Linked DNA regions of Mus musculus: region 2 is linked to region 1. Evidence: chromatin contacts called from public ChIA-PET data. All regions are on one chromosome and are shown on one strand. The core of a region is the stretch at or near the end of the contact, and the rest is flanking DNA. Distances in the headings are between cores, read along the strand shown. Region 1 has its middle 46 kb from the start of Gm30906. Region 2 has its middle 58 kb from the start of Gm30820.

Evidence for each region. ChIA-PET counts read pairs in DNA pulled down with a chosen protein or histone mark.
Region 2: an RNA polymerase II ChIA-PET map of memory CD8 T cells shows a contact between it and region 1, with 21 read pairs. The contact joins two enhancer-like sites. A contact is called at or near these places in 2 of 484 Hi-C or Micro-C datasets (nephron progenitors and uterus), 1 of 115 datasets of contacts at active chromatin or transcription factors (memory CD8 T cells) and 1 of 9 other capture datasets (embryonic stem cells).

Annotation. Positions count from the first base shown.
Region 1 is chr10:8,128,760-8,131,459 of GRCm38.p6, forward strand. No RefSeq gene overlaps it. Among named protein-coding and RNA genes, the nearest start is that of Gm30906, 46 kb to the right of the region's middle. Within about 2 kb of position 1,437, at least 55 of the 459 cell types and tissues checked have an H3K27ac peak or open chromatin away from gene starts, as enhancers often do. A contact at or near this core is called in memory CD8 T cells, where this site is marked.
Region 2 is chr10:8,036,211-8,038,910 of GRCm38.p6, forward strand. No RefSeq gene overlaps it. Among named protein-coding and RNA genes, the nearest start is that of Gm30820, 58 kb to the left of the region's middle. Within about 2 kb of position 1,286, at least 62 of the 459 cell types and tissues checked have an H3K27ac peak or open chromatin away from gene starts, as enhancers often do. A contact at or near this core is called in memory CD8 T cells, where this site is marked.

The sequences.
Region 1 (2,700 bases), core at 187-2,686:
ATGCAAGCCACCATGTCCAGCTGTATGTGGTTCTGGGGATATGAACACTGGTGTGCAGACTTACACAGCTAATGGGTCCACACACAGACCCATCTCCCCATCCTATTGCTATTTTTTTATTAATATCTTTTATCAGATTTAGTCATATTGGTGTACTGTGTTGAATTTCACTAGATGCTTTTTCTGAATCTACTAAGATGACCAACCCCTCCCCTTTCATGTGTCACGTTAGTTGTATGAATAGATTTTCTGACTTCTACCTAATACTCTTACATCCTAACATAAATCTAATTTGATTATGATGTAAGGTGTCACGTAGGGTCATGGAAGATAGGATTCTGTTTGTCAACACTTTGGTTTTGCTTCTATTTTTATGAATTTAAAATTTTAAAATCAAAAACAATTATTATGGAGTAAAATAAGCTGAGATACCATTTGCTGTTTGCCTGCTTCCTGGAGAGAGGACGAGGTTGGCTAAGACTGAGACTATCGGTCCCTAAGTGAGAGGACATTGTTCCCTTAGGACCACTCAAGGTTAATGTGGGAAGGTTTTTAAAATTCCAATTTAATTTATTAACAGTTAACAAATCATCTATATTTGCTATTATTGCCCAAAGCATCTTTTGTTATTTCTACTTTTTAAGGAACACTTCTATTTCATTTAAAACCTCAAGGATGGTGTTTTCAATCTGCTCACTTTTATTATATATGAACTTGTCCTATATATATAATTTGATTTTTTTTAGACTTAATATTTGTTATTTCTGTCTTTTGTCCCTTTTCCTCAAGCTCTTTTGCAGTGCATCTTTCTTTCTATTGATCTATATCAAGATACAATTTTGCACATCTAGATCTTTGAAGTGTTTATTTTAATCAGCTTCAAATTTTCTGTTCTTGTTATTCTCATTTTTTTTTCTTTCCCTGGGTTGGTTGTGTTGTTTTTCAAGATTACCCTAGGAAACTGGATGCTGACTTCAAAAATTTAAAACAATCGATATAAGCAATATAGTGACATTAAATTCTCTTTCCTATACTGCTGTCCTCACATTAATTTGGCACTTAGAGGCTCTGGTTTTAGTTTCTCAGTGTTCCTCTAGAAACCTTAACATACATTTTTTAATTAGCAGGTCAAATTCAGTCTACTCGAATCTCTTTTGAAGACTCCAGTCCTGTGAGCTTCCTTACTCCCAGTCTCCTCCCAGTCTCCTCCCAGTCTCCTTCTGTGTTGTCATGATGCAGCAGTTCATTCTATCTTATTTCAAGTTTTCATCCCAATAGCTCTCACAGGGACATTGTCCCCACGATGGCTTTCACGTTTATTCTAAGTTCCAAGACTGTCCCCTGACCTACTTTGGCTTTCAGAGTCCTCCAGAGTGTGGACTTGAGTCTGGCCCTCGCTTGGAGGGTGTCAAAACCATCTAAACACTCACCGTCAAGAAACTGTTGCTTTTTCTGAGAACTGTTTGCCTCAGACCAATTTCCCCTGCTCTTGCGATGATCGAGCAGTGACCACTCTCTCACCTTTTCCTGTTTTCAAACCTGAGGTGTACTGTTTTCTCTATGAAACCACTCTAGGGGAATTTTCTGGCTCCCCCCAAAACCTGCTTTTAAAAACAAAGGTCACGAAACATTTCCCTTATAAATTCCAGGTATTTCTGTTGGTTCGTTCCCCTTCCCTGTTCCTGAGGCTGAAGTCTAGGGACTTTATTGGCAGCTCTACTCCTTTGGAAGTCAGAAAGTCTTGTGAGACTTGGAAACAAACGGCCCTGAACATTGTCAGAATGCACTCTGTGCGGCACTCACGCTGATAAAACTCGGCAGGGAAATCTTTTAAGATGGTGGGGAGCAGGGGGAGTGGGGCCCTTATCTGGTAAGCGCAGCCCAGAAATGACTGAAGATAAGAGAGAAATATGATCCATCGCTCAAAAGAAAAGAGAGCCTTTAACAGCCACTGGAGAATGAGAGCAATTGAATTATCACCCAAACGCTGCTTCTGACTTCGGGCAGAAAAAGGGCTCAGTGTACAGCGGAGGAACCAGTAAGCCCACGCCTATACTCGAAGGAGTCTCTCTTTCCATTCTTCCCCTGCGCAGCACATCAGGCTCCTTTGATTTCAGATTATCTCGAAGCTTATTGCACGCCACATTCATAGAAGAGGCGGTAGAGGAAGACAAGTGTTACTAGTGGTGACAGCAGGCCCCAGTGTGGAGGCGGCAGAACAGGCAAAGATAGGTCTTTGGAAGATGTAGCTACAAAATCGAGCTCTCTACTGACTTAGGCACTGGAAGAGAGGTGGTTCCTGTGAGGGCAGGGGATCTTTTGTTTGCAAAATCTATACTCAGGATGGTGGTTTTGGCGTTTTCAGAATCAGTGAAATGGGCTTTCCTAAGACAGGTAATGATGTCTTGGTTTGACAGTGGGGAAAGTCCTTCCACAAGTATGCAAACCTAGAGACCTTCCTTTTCTGCCTGAGTGTTGTTCACTTCTGTTTCGTATCCTTACACCCCAGCCTCTGGGCGTGTGTGCTCTTGGGAGACTGGGCTCTATCTCTGTCTGTTCTCTTTCCTTGTCTATGAATGGACATTTACCTGCATATATGTATGTGTATCACATGCATGCCTGGTTTCCATGGAGATCAGAAGAGAGCATCGGATCCCTTGGAACCAGAGTTACAGATGGTTGTGAGCCACCATGTGGGTG
Region 2 (2,700 bases), core at 36-2,535, 93 kb before region 1:
AGTGAAAAGTCAACTCTTCATGCAGGGTGAAGCTGGAGGGCTACTGAATTTTGGAGGATTGTTGCTTTGGGTGTGTGTGTGTGTGCCGGTACATGTGTGTTATCCTCAGGACTATCATCTACTCCTTTAAGAATATCTCACTGGGAACCAATTAGGCAAGACAGACTGGCTAGTGAGCCCCAGGGATTCTCTTGTCTTCTTCTGCCCAGCACTGGGATTACACATAAGCCTCACTTTGGCTCTCTTACATGGGTTCTGCGGCTCAAATTCAAGTTCTTATGCTCAAAAGGCACTACTTTATTGACCAAGCTAGCTCTCTGGTTCCCATTGTTTCTTATTAACAGGTAATCCTAAGTAACACAGCCGACTATAAGATTCTTGCATTGTTTAATTAATTTCATCAGTCTCGTCCAGGATGTGTTTAGCCTGGAGGAGCAGACAGGAAAGCTGGGATTTCATTACACAAAGTCTATTCAGCCAAACTTGAACCTTTGGGCATTCAACTGAACTTGGAGCCAAGCCTGCCTGCCTGCCTGCCTGCCTGCCTTCCTTCCTTCCTTCCTTCCTTCCTTCCTTCCTTCCTTCCTTCCTTCCTTCCTTCCTTCCTTCTTTCCTTCCTTCCTTCCTTCCTTCCCTTTCCCTCCCTCCCTCCCTCCCTCCCTCCTTCTTCTTCTTCTTCTTCTTCTTCTTCTTCTTCTTCTTCTTCTTCTCTCTCTCTCTCTCTCTCTCTCTCTCTCTCTCTCTCTCTCTCTCTCTCTCTCTCTCTCTCTCTCTCCTTCTCCCCTCTTTGGTTATTCTAAGTTTTTACCCATTTATTGGAGAGGTATTTCCATAGATTACAACTAGCCAGTGTTTTAAACAATTGTAACTAGAACTGGAGAGATTTAAAGCTTGGGATCCAATAGCTTGACCACTAAAAGAGTAAATAAAACAACCTAATAGCTTTAAAAAATGAATAAGGTGCTGATCTGACATTGCAGGTCCCTTATAAGGATGGCATTTGGGATTAGAGTTGACAGGGGTTGAGAGCAGAATCTTCCCAAGTAGGGGAGGGAGGAAAGGGCCCTCCTTGCAGGCCCATCTATAGTTTCCATCAAATCCCCCAAATTGCTTTTCCTACTGAGCTTCACACAGCCAGGCTCTCTATGCCCTGCCAGGCACTGTAGGGGCTTCAGTTTCTGTCATGGAGCAAAGTCCTTCAGCATTGATGTGGCTCACAGAGTCCCCCAGGTACTAAACAACCCTTCTCCTCTCCGGGGGATGACTGCCTCACTCAGCAAAGGGAGGTGACAGGGGAAAGGCATCTGGTGTGGTCTGGTGTAGGAAAAGCTTCTCGTTGCCAGCACACACACACACACACACACACACACACACACACACACACACCACCACCACCACCACCACCACCACCACCACCACCACCGTCTTTAAAGACTTGCTAGTATGTGCACAAAGCACACATTTTCTTTGTTAGCTGAAGCACGGCAGGGCAGGGTTTCACTTTGCACAGTTGACAGTTTCACCCTTATTCCTTCATTTGGTTTCTGACACCGTGTATTTTTCTTCCCTCTTTGGTTTTGGCATCTTTGCCACTTTCTCTTTTTTATCTGTCTCTTTACTCACCTCCCGTCCCTTACGATGCCTACCCTTAGGTTTCAGGCAGCTGCCTTGCCGATTTTCCCTATGGATTTCTGTAAGTTTCATCTGTTAAAGGCCCCCATGTACTAGCCTTGTCTATTTTTATCACCAGGGCCGCTCTTTGCTGCCGTCACTCTGACGGTCGGTCTCCCAAACAATAGAAGAATGATTCTATTTGGGGTTCAATATGTCCTTCTCTCATGGGGGCTCATTCAGTATAATATAACATCTGTGCTGGTTCTTTAAACACATGAATGCATGCAAAGTACACACAGTGCAAACACACACACACACACACACACACACACACACACACACACACACACACACACTTCTGTTTCACTAATTGGCCATGGCTATCCCAGGGGTTTCTATGGTTCTTAGAGGCCACTGCAGTTGAATGGGCACTTAGGGACTCCTAAATTGAGCACATTAAAAAAAACTGATTTAGAGGGAGTTTGACAAAGGCCCTTTTAATTATTTTTCCCCCTGCTTTGCTATGGCTGGTCAGAGCCTGGTCCCTGAGTCATTAGGGGGCCCAACCATTAGATGTTCCTGCTTACTCTGCAAATGTAACAGGCTTATCACGTAGAACTCTGTCTCCAGCTGGTTTAAAATGTAGGTGGTGCCAGTGGGTAGCAGCTGTTACAGGCTGCTGAGCCAGGAGACACCGGGACGTCTCTGGGTGTGAAGAGGTCAGAACCCAGGACCCTGTATAGTACACTGATCCCTGTGTTTTCTATACACTGGCACTCTGAAGGGCAACCAGCCCTTTCAGGGTCTCCAGGTGCCCGCCCTGTCCTTGTCATCCAGAACCCAGGAAAGCTTAGCACTGGCTTTCAACGTGAGGCCAGACTACTTAGTCACATCGAAAATAATGAATAATTCGTACATTTGTAATTCAAATGTTCACACTGATGCATAATTCAAATGAAAAGCTGTTATTAGGACTGAGGAACACATGGATTTGGTTCACAACTTTGTTTTTAAATTTCCAATTATTATTTGCCTTGGGTTTCAAGGCTGAGCCACTTCTATTTTTGCAGCTGTTTTATCTGAGTT